Linked DNA regions of Mus musculus: region 1 is linked to region 2. The links are chromatin contacts, called in public Micro-C maps. All regions are on one chromosome and are shown on one strand. The core of a region is the stretch at or near the end of the contact, and the rest is flanking DNA. Distances in the headings are between cores, read along the strand shown.

Evidence for each region. Hi-C and Micro-C count contacts between places; a contact is called where the count stands out from the background.
Region 1: a contact with region 2 is called in a Micro-C map of embryonic stem cells, with 2.7 times the contacts expected there. The contact joins the promoter of Arhgap28 here to the promoter of Lama1 in region 2. A contact is called at or near these places in 3 of 484 Hi-C or Micro-C datasets (all in embryonic stem cells) and 1 of 115 datasets of contacts at active chromatin or transcription factors (extraembryonic endoderm stem cells).

Annotation. Positions count from the first base shown.
Region 1 is chr17:68,001,560-68,006,820 of GRCm38.p6, reverse strand. Arhgap28 (Rho GTPase activating protein 28) reads left to right here and starts at 2,713. Exons shown (of 18, transcript NM_172964.4): 1 at 2,713-2,926. The coding sequence starts at 2,811.
Region 2 is chr17:67,695,726-67,700,867 of GRCm38.p6, reverse strand. Lama1 (laminin, alpha 1) reads right to left here and starts at 3,603. Exons shown (of 63, transcript NM_008480.2): 1 at 3,452-3,603. The coding sequence starts at 3,533.

The DNA of each region.
Region 1 (5,261 bases), core at 1,464-3,963, 310 kb before region 2:
TTCATGGTGTCTATATTACTAAACTTGTTTAGGCTGAAAATTATTCACTGAGAAAACACTTGTACAGACCAATTTTTGTCTTTAGTGGAAAGCAGGACTATTCCAGTGCGGCCACATCAGCAGTTTCACTTAAGGGATTCTGCCCCACAAAGATTCTCCGGCAGGCCGATGTCTTGATGGAAGGATCATGCAGCACAGGTGATAAGGACAGCTTAGCAAGAGAGGGACTGTCTCTAAAGTTGTACCCATAGTAAAGGAAGAAGTATGTCGTGATTCAGGAACACTTAGCCATCACCACCCCTAGGTCTGTCTACCAAGTAGTGGTTACTAGACTCCAGAGAGCAGCATACAGCTACCATCAAGGTCACAGCTTCAGAGAGAAGAAACACCCCCTCCCTGTAGCAAATCAGACCGAGGATTGGTGCACACAACCTTTCTCCCCATCTCTCTAGATTTCCTGCTGGTTTCTCTCTTGTGTTACAGATGACCCGATCCAGCCCTTAGAGACTATAAGTCACATCAGGTCGGACAATCTGAAGGGTTAATGGAAGGAGCTTGAGTAACACATTGTGCCACACAACATGTGCAGTCTGGCATCTTTTTGCAACCTGAAAACTCAAGGATGCTGACAAAAGCTGTACTTTGTAGCTCACACACAAAAAATGGAAGTACACAGAGAACTTGTTTTTGTTGCTCGATTCAGTGCTATGAAGCAATATGAGTCACTTGGAAAAATCCCTTGGCTAGCTTGAAAGCTAAGAACCACTACCCTGAAGAGTACTATCTACTTTACCAATCCACTTGTATTCCAGCCATTCATTTCATTCATTCATTCATCCATTCATTCATTCATCACCAAGCCTTCTGACCTAGGTAGGGTTACTATTACTGGAATGAAACACCATGAGCAAAAGCAACTTGGGGAGGAAAGGGTTAATTTCCCTCCCAGTTCCAGTTCACAGTTCTTCATCAAAAGCAGTGAGGGCAGGAACTCAAGCAGGGCAGGAACCTGGAGGCAGGAGCTGAGGCAGAGGCCATGGAGGGGTGCTGCTCTCTAGCTTGCTCACCACGGCTTCTTCAGCATGCCTTCTTTAGAACCTAGGGCCACCTTCCCAGTGCCAGCACCACTCACAATGGGCTACCCCCACTCCCCCAGTCCCTAGTTAAGAAAACACTCTACAGGCTTGCCTACAGCCTGATTCTTATGGAGGCATTTTCTTAATTGAGGCTCCTTCCCCGCAGATGACCTCAGCTTGTGTCAAGTTGATAAACACTATCCAGCACACCTTCCTCTCTGGAGTGTGTGCTATGTGAAACAGGAGGGGCTCTGGGATATGAGAGAGAGAGAGAGAGAGAGAGAGAGAGAGAGAGAGAGAGAGAGAGAGAGAGAGACCAGTTCTTCCAGCAGCTTCCAGTTGAGTAGAAAGCACCAACTTGCTGGAAAATGGTAATTTGATCATGAGTTAGTGGTGGGTTTTCCCCTCAGGCTTTCTACTCCTTGGTGTTTCATTCTGAGAAGTTTCCTGGTTCCATCTGGCCTTTGGGGGAGGGGGGAGGTAAAAAAAAAAAAGACCACGACCTATTAGGAGTCACTCAAGTGGATGCCAGACCAGAGCAAAGAAACACACAAGGCATGGTCTGGAGAGTCTACCTTCATCACAGAGCAGAATGAAATTATTCCTGTAACAAAGCAAGAGCCATTTCTGGAAAGTGGCCGGGGAGTAAGAGGTGGGGGAGGGGGCTTTGATTGATGATCTCTAAGCGGTTTCACAGGGAGAGAATTTTGAAAGCAGTTCCAACCAGAAACACAATCAGGAGAAAGACTATATTGCACTTTTGGGTATGTTATATACAGTGTGTGTGTGTGTGTGTGTGTGTGTGTGTGTGTGTGCATGTGTGTTTATAATCTTCTCCCTTAAAAAGCCCCCTGAAAATAGCATTCATGGAGCCCGTGGCAATAAGGAGTACTTTTCAGACAGTCTGGAAACAGTATCTGTCAGGGACCACAACTGAGTGGAGGAAAGGGATGTTAGGAATGAGGTAAGAGTCTGGCGTTGCAGTCTTGAGGGTATGGGAAGGAAGCTCAGGCTTGCACGTGCAGAGGGAATGGCTTGGGCAGAAGGGAAATCGAATTCGCTGTCACTTAGACTAGCAAACGTCAGTGCCATTCAGCTCTTCAATTTCCGATTCAGATGAGAGTGTTACATTTAAATGAGAGTGTCACATTTTTCTCCCTTTCTTCCCCAGAGCACCCATTCCAGACCTAGCCTTTCTCCCCTTGCCTAAGGCATGGTTTCTGTCTCACTTCTGACTGCCAGGCAGGAAATGTTCCTAGCCATGGGATAAGCCTCCCGTCTGAAGGGGCCGAGGAGGAGGTTGAGAAGAGGAAAGGAGAAACAAAGGAAGAAAAACACAAACTTTACTAGAGCTGCTGGCTGGAGCCGCAAGCTCCAGGCAGGTTTCCAGTTTCCTAGAAGCAGGGATCCGTGGGCGTGGCCCTCAGTGTTTGTTAATCGGCCCGGTGTACTCTGTGGGCGTGCCCTCGGTGTATTAAGCTAATCTGTCTGTTGTACTCTGTGGGCGTGGCTCTTAGTTATGCTAATCGGTGCGCCTTGTTTTGTGGGCGTGGCCCGCGTTGTATGCTAATCTGCCGCTGTACTCTGTGGGCGTGGCCCTTGGGCGGGCGGGGCCGTCCTAGTCGCAGAGCCTTGGGGCGCCGGACGCTCGGGGCCGCTGACCCGCTCCCGGAGCTAGTCCACGTTGGTCTCGGTCTTTGTTCTGGGTTAGCGCGGGGACATGCGCCGCTGAGGATGGAGGTGGAGGACTCGGGCGGCGTGGTGCTGACCGCCTACCACTCGCACGCGCGCTCGCAACCGCAGGGCGCTGAGCCACGCTGCGCGTCCCGGGCCAGCCATCCGCTCAGCAGGTACGGAGCGGCACCGCGGGCCGCGCGCGCGCGCGCCGGGCGGGGCGGGGAGGGGGCAGCGCTTAGGCAAGTTTTTATGGAGTTGATAACTGAGACTGCTCTTTGTATGATCCTGATTGGAGATGAGAAACAGCCTGGGCAAAAAGTCTGTGTGTGGCTGGCTGAGGCTAGCGGGGTACTTGTAGTCTTGACGCAACTTTATCAAGAGTTAGATAAACATACCATTTCTGTGGAAGACTCTCACCATGTACTGGAGAAATTTTAAAATATTACCAAGAACCCAAACACAAGTCGGTTGAAAAGAAAAAAAGTTCTCGCAGACACTCAGATTAACTATTTGAAGCTAAAGTTTTTCTCAAAAGGAAACCTTCACTGACATAACAATTTCACTTCTACTGTAAATACCCTCAATTGTTTAAATACAGTGATGTCATTATTTGATGAGTGCCGGTGCCGATTGTATGCAACCAACGCAATTCCTGTTTATTTCTTTGGGTGACCATGTGCATTTAGTAAGCCAGGGATCTGGAGAACATTGCTCTGGCATGCCCATCTGTTCCGCCAAAGACGGATGGTCAAAAATATTCCAAATGTGAGATGGTTTGCTGTCTGGCGTGTTTAGGGGAAGTTCCTTTGCTATTCTCTACGACTATATCAGTGGACGTTTTTACTTATTTATTTTGAAGCCTACGCTAATGCGTGTTTTGATATCATCTCCTAATGGCATCTTACATCACTGTTATTTTCAATTACTTGCTTTTCCTCACACTCTTAACTTTATGTGATTATAATTACTGCTGTTTCCCAATTTAATTGATTTGTGACTATGTCACATAATATGCTTTGGACGGTATCCATGAGATGAACCAATCGCACTGGCTTAGGAATTATACTGGTCTTCGCTAACAAAGAAATTATTGTTTCTTCCAGAGAGAGCAGGTTGAGTCAAATCTCATTTTAAAACAGACAGTGAGAGATGTACCAGTTTTCTCCGGCAGTCGGAGTCACGCACATCATTTTGACTCAGCTTGAAGATACAAACTCTTCTTTGTATTGAGTGTGTAATTCTTTTAGAAGAAAGTACCATCTTGACTAAATAGATGGGATTGGATGCAAGGCAGGGGCCAGTTTTCTACATTCTTAAGTGGCTTGGGTGTAGCTTAAACCCTAGCAGCTGTCCCTGTGGGCATCAGCCAGATAGCTGAAAGCAAATTGGAGGGAGATTTTGTTTTTTATTAGCTCAGCATGTGGTCTTGTAGAATGGTAATGTGTGAGAGTGGGAGAGCTGACTGATATCATAGTCAGTTCTTTACCATAAACCAGTTGGGTCTAAGTTTATAATGTTGCCGATTGCCTTGTACTCCAGAGGACCCTCAGTTACTCCCTCCTCTGAGGCGGGGGATGGGAGTGTGCAGCCCTCCTTCCAGCCCCCCCCAGCAGAATTATGGGAGGATAGCTTAACTCCCTGGCCCTCAGTAGAAGCACTGAAAATAGAGGTTCCCGTGTTTACTAGGAGCTAGAGGATACTACATCATCCATCATGTGCCTGATAACAGAAATTATCAGGCCCAGTTATTAACCTTTGACTTACTAGCTACTGATCAATTCTTTCCTTCAAGCCAAGAAGCAAGAAGGTATTGTTCTGCTTTGGAAGAATGCACCCCTCTCATTCAGGAACATGCGTTCTTTAAACTTGCGAATGGATTTGGAGCCTACTGGTGGCACAGTGAGCAGTCTGGCTCTGGGAAAGTGGGCTCTGACTTCCCAAAGAGATCATTCATTAGCACTTGCTAAAGCTAAACCTTCCTCCTTCCTCCTCAGGCCCCTAGTGTACCTAGTTGTTTTGAGTTTGGGGTCTTATTTTTTTCTCCACCAAAACATATCTCCCACCATTATATCCAAACACCAGAGAAGTATCTGGTATAATGTAATAACCAAATAAATATTTCTTGAGGAAATTAGTGGGTTCCTACTAAAGATTTATAAGCTTGCCGAGATAAAATGGCAGGATTTTTAAGAGCCAGATTCAGCCTGCCTGCACAGACTGTGTGTTAGTAACCCATCAAGCCCTGAGAAACACAAAGATAAATGAGATGTTCTTCCTGCCATGAAAGTGTGGGCAGACCAATAGAATTGTCAGTAAAAGGATGAAACAATAGAACCTTTGGAAGGAATGAAGTGACACAATTTCTAGTATAAGAAAGTTCAGGTATAACCGGATTTCCAATTTCCAGTTAAGAATGGGGGGCACAGCAACTGGGGTCCATACTGCTGCCTGCCAACACTATGGGAAGCTGAGGGAGAGTAAAGGCTGCTCACTGTGCTGGCCTTGGGA
Region 2 (5,142 bases), core at 2,354-4,853:
CACCGGCCTTTTTCTATGCATCCTTGAGTGCGTTTTTGTAACCCTGGAGTTTGGGGCAGAGGGTATGGAAGGCTTTCAGGTCTCTAGCACCCAAACTGCAGACTGGGGGAGCATTTTTCAGTCTGTGTGGGTAGACACTGGAGAGCAGTGAGCGGGTATGGGTTTGCCCAAGACCCTCAGCTGTGAGACAGTAGGCCAGGGTGCATTCTAGCTTCCTGGGCTTACCCCAGTGGGATACAGCACCATGGTGGCATTTGTGGACACCCTGAAAGTGAGGAGATGGGGGAACAATTTGAGTTCGTAAGGTGGTCCTACACAGGGAATAAGGATAGGTGGGGTCATAACATAGAAGAAGTATGCTTCCTTGTGTACCCAGAAAGTCAACCCGAGAGCATCCAATAATACCACAAGGAAGTGGAGGGAAAATCCAAGTAGAGAAGGCAACTGTTCTGAAGCTAGTCTTTCCACTGAGGATGAAAGATTGGCCCCCACGAAGGTTAAGGAACAAAGTCAAGGCTAACCAAAGTAACACATTTGAGCAGCCGAACCTAATGCAATTTAACTCCAAATACAGAGTTCGATTTTTTTTTTAACAGTGTAGAGACAATATGGTTTGGGAAAGGGCCTTCCCCACATAACACTGTGAATCATCACTATCATCATCATCCTATACAATGTTTATCACAGCCTAGCTGTATTTCATGCACTTTGGAAATCTTTTTCTACATTAACCCAGTTAACCATGAACATCGCTTCCTGGAAGACATGATTACTACTCGTATTTTACTAATATTGAAACTCAACCACAGAGAACATCAGTAATTTACCACGGATAGTGGCCTATAACGCTACAGAGCTAGGTACCCGGAGGTGGAAGGTATTGCTTGCATTGCTTCCCAGAGAATTTGCTCTAAGTGATAAAGAGCATCATCCACTGGGCTTCATGAACAACCTGGAGCTTCGAGCATCGTTACAATGAAGTATGTAGCTACATGCACACTTCATCTTCCAAGCTTAGGAAATAGCACACTTCTAAGAGCTACATAGGACACTCTGTCCACTTCACACCTTTCTGGCCTTAGTGTGCTCACTACACATACAGAGTAACTACAAAGGCAGACCTCATGCATATTGTCTAGGAAACAGGCAAAAGCAAGGTGGGAGCGCAGGCTTTGTGGGGAGAGGGCAGAGGTGTCTTAATATGGAGACCCTACTTTCTAACTGCTCCAGTAACACCTTACTGCCCTGTACTTAGAAAAGCGGGCTACAGAAAAGGAACTCCATTTGACTAATTACCTGCTAGAACTTAACATGCCACTTACCAAATTGAGCATTCTGCTCTTAGATGTTTTCCAATTGAAATAATCAGCTGTGAAGTTAGCATGTCATTTAAAAAAACACGGCAGCTTGGATTTTCCTTTGGGCTGCACTAGGTAGAGTTTGAACGTACAGGCTGGACAAAATGCTCTACCGCAAAGCCATACATACCCACAGTCCTGGAAACACAACCCTTCTTATCCAATACTTAGAGGACATCTCACTTTAAAGGTTACATTTCAGCCAAGGAGTCAGACATTGTTAGTTGTAAAGCAATCCCCGAGGAATAATAGGAACAGCTAATGATCTCATGCTTTTAGATCCGTGATCAGTTTCAAAACTGTAAGCACCCCACTAGGTGTAGTCACGTGCTTGCAGTCCAAACTGCTCTGAAGGCTGAGGCAGGGGAATGACTTGAACTCATAAATTCAAGACCAACCAGGGCAGCATCATGAGATCTAGGCTAGTATACACACACACACACACACACACACACACACACACACACACACAGAGAGAGAGAGAGAGAGAGAGAGAGAGAGAGAGAGAGAGAGAGAGAGTAAATCATGCCATTTCATCAGCCATACAGGGAACAAAACTTCCAAGGATACTCATTAGGAAAGCTGTGGGTTGGCAAATATAGACTAGATAGGAGCGATTCAAAGGCCCTGCCTGACGTAGCTTTTCTGCAGTGTCTCAAAGCAGGAAAGCCCCACGCAGTCCACTTTCTCCAAACACCATTCATAACCACCCAGGCCAAGCACCCAGCCCTCAGGGGAACGGAAGGCATTCAGAGCATCTCCTCAGTCTAAGACTTTCAATGTCTTGAAACAATAAACCAAGGCAAGCTGCTTTCTCCACCCTGTGAGAACCCTGATTTGGTCACTTTCAGCAACCTCACAGGCAGGAGTTGGGCTCTCAGCGTCAAAAGCTTCCCTCCCAAAGGCTGGCTCTTTTCTTTCCCTGATAACTATGTAAATTCCCCTCTCCCAGCCCCCGCTCCTGAGCTGAGCAGCCGCCGGGCTATTCAAAGCTGCGTTTCCAGCTCGGTCCAGCGCTTTCATCATGAATGCATGAATGAATGGGATGCTCATAGCCTGCACAGCTCACGGCTCTGCACAATGCCCAAACACACATTTTTCCCACGAGGGCATTTCGAGTTCGGCCTCCTACTTTTAACCTGTGCTCCTGGAGAGCAATCTGTGGGAACACACTCAATGTCACTTGTTGCATACATTGAGACGTTTTCGACAAACATTTGTGACCACCTAGCAGGGGCTTGCAGATAACTCTGGGTGGCATGGTATATTCTCTGTCCCTCCACCTCCCATCTCCAGTGCCCACTGAAAATTCACTTTGGGTTGGCTTCTGTTCTCAACCTTGTAAAGAAAGCTACTGATTCCAAGGAGAGCCGACACACTCACTGTCCGACCTTTCTAGCCCCTTACGCCATAATTTATAGTGCACATAATTTAAACACGCGTGGGGAGTCTATTTGCTCACTTTACAGAGTACACAAAGAGCACACTTTAGAGAACACATTTGTGTCCTGGACGCCATATGCGGGTCCCAGTTGCCCAGGACAGCTGACCTTGGAACCCCTTCTCCATCAGTCTTTTCCCGCTAGACCACCCTGGATGCTAGTGCCCCAGAGGAGCCGGCCTTTCTCCTTCCATGGTCTCTCTCTGCAACACAGGACAATGAAGTGAATGCCAGAGAACTCCGTTCCCATTCATTGCGGGAGCGCTGCATACAATCAACCAACCCGGCGGTCTCCGGCCAGTCCGCAGCCACTCAGGCGTTGGGTACGGAGTCAGTGTCCCTTCTCACGTGCCGGACACGCCACTCTCGCCACCCACTGTACTCCTGGATCTCAAGGTCCCACTAAGCTAGAAAGCAGGTGACCCCTAGAGTCAGAGGAAACCAGAGCCTAGAGCTCCAGGGAGCAGCCAGCGTCCTCAGGGAGGCGGCTTCCGCTGGAGTCCCTGCAGCCCCGTGCGGCCCGCAGCAGGTCCGCGCTGCGCCAGGGTGCGTGCGCCCATCCACAGCCCCGAGCGCCGCGCTTTGTCCCCTGCGCCCGCACGCTCCCGCTCGCCAGTCGGAGGGTCAGCGGTGTTCCCGCCGCGGAGCTCACCTCTCTGCTGGCTCCGCACGGTGACCCAGAGCACCGAGGCCAGGAGCACCAGGAGCGCGGCTCCCGTGCCGCTGCCGCGCATGTTGTCGCCGCCGCTCCCTGCGCTCCTGGGGAAGGTCTCGCCCGTGCTCGCTCACAGGCACTGCGCGAGTGTGCTCTTCCCAGCTCGACCCTGGCCTGGTGCGCAGGCCCTTCGGACACACCCCCGCCTGCCTGGCCGCGCCCCGCCCCTGTCCTACCCAGGACCTCCCCCAAAGGCGCCCCGCTGCGCCCAGGTCTGTCCTCCAGGGGGAGCCCCGCCGTGCGGAGTCCTTCCTAGGGGTCTCTTCCCAAGGGGATCTGTTCTGCCCCTGGTGGTGGTGGCGGGGTGCCTCTCCTGGGTGGTACTCTGACCCTCCACTCCAGTTGGGGTGAGCATTCAGGGTCCAATAGGGAGGAAGGTGGAGAGACAGGGGCCGGGGAGAAGCAGGTTTCTGTTAAGCCTGGCCCTGGAGGGTGGATTCCAAGAAAGTATTTGCCCTGTTGACCCTTTTCTGCCTGTTGGAACTGTGCAGTCTTGGCCAATCCCCAGCTGTAGAAATATAGTCAGGTCACAGTCCATTCTTGCGGGACCCTATATCCTGTCTGTTCCTGCACAGGACACTCTCAGTGGTTTTGGTTTGGGTGGCTGTGTTTTCATTTTGTTTGTTTGCCAGCCCCCTTCAGAAAATGGGTAGCTTTTTTGCCTAGGGAAAGCTCAGACGGTTGCTGGGACTTAAGTATAAGGGTAGTCTCCAAGTCTCAACGCTCATTTTGGAAAAACTCGTTTTAAACCTGAGAAAGTTTTAGTTTAGTTTCCTCGCAAACGTATTCATAACGCATTTCCACACTATGCACAGACACCATGACGTTTCCCACGATGCCCTGTGCCGTTTTCTCTTTCATAGGAGGAGGTCATTTTTGTTCAGTTTGTCTAAATCACTTTGAAAACTCTACCAATTCCCGGTTTCTCTAAGCACAGGTCCTTAACCACGTAATGAGTAAATTCTAATGAGAATAGTTGGCTATTATTTGTTAACAGGAAGTACAAAACAAACCTGTACCGTTTGGCCCTTTAAACAGGTACGGGGGGGGGGGGCTGCAGAGAGGGTTTAGGGGCTTAGAGCACGTGCTGTTCTTGCAGAGATCAGGGCTCAATTCAGGCTCACAAGCTTCTGTAACTCTAGTTCCAAGGATACAACACCCTCTCTTGACCTCTGCGTGCACTGAGTATGCATGTGGTGGGTAGTTAGCACAGGCGAAATTATCACACACACGGGGAAAAATCCACTGTGGCTCAGTAATGCCACTCAACACATCACTAAAGGTTAAAGTCAGATGTTCTTAACTACTTAAATATTAAAATGAATACCTAGATGGCAAGTGAGTGATGAGGGGTAAAGTAAGCATCTAAAAATAATTACTCAAGCGTTAAACATTTAGAACATCACAAATGTTTTTGCATCTAAATAACTGCCTTGCTTATATATTAGATACATGCATAGGGCATCGTAAAGAACATTCATTCATGTCTGTGATTTTCTCTAAGAGGGGCAGTTAGAGAGGCTCCTGGGAGAGACCAGGAAGTAAGCTCAGGCCTGTCTTACCTGCTTGTGTTTAGTGTGGGGCTAGAGCTCAGATCTGATTTCTCACCCAGTTTCCTGTACTGTCAC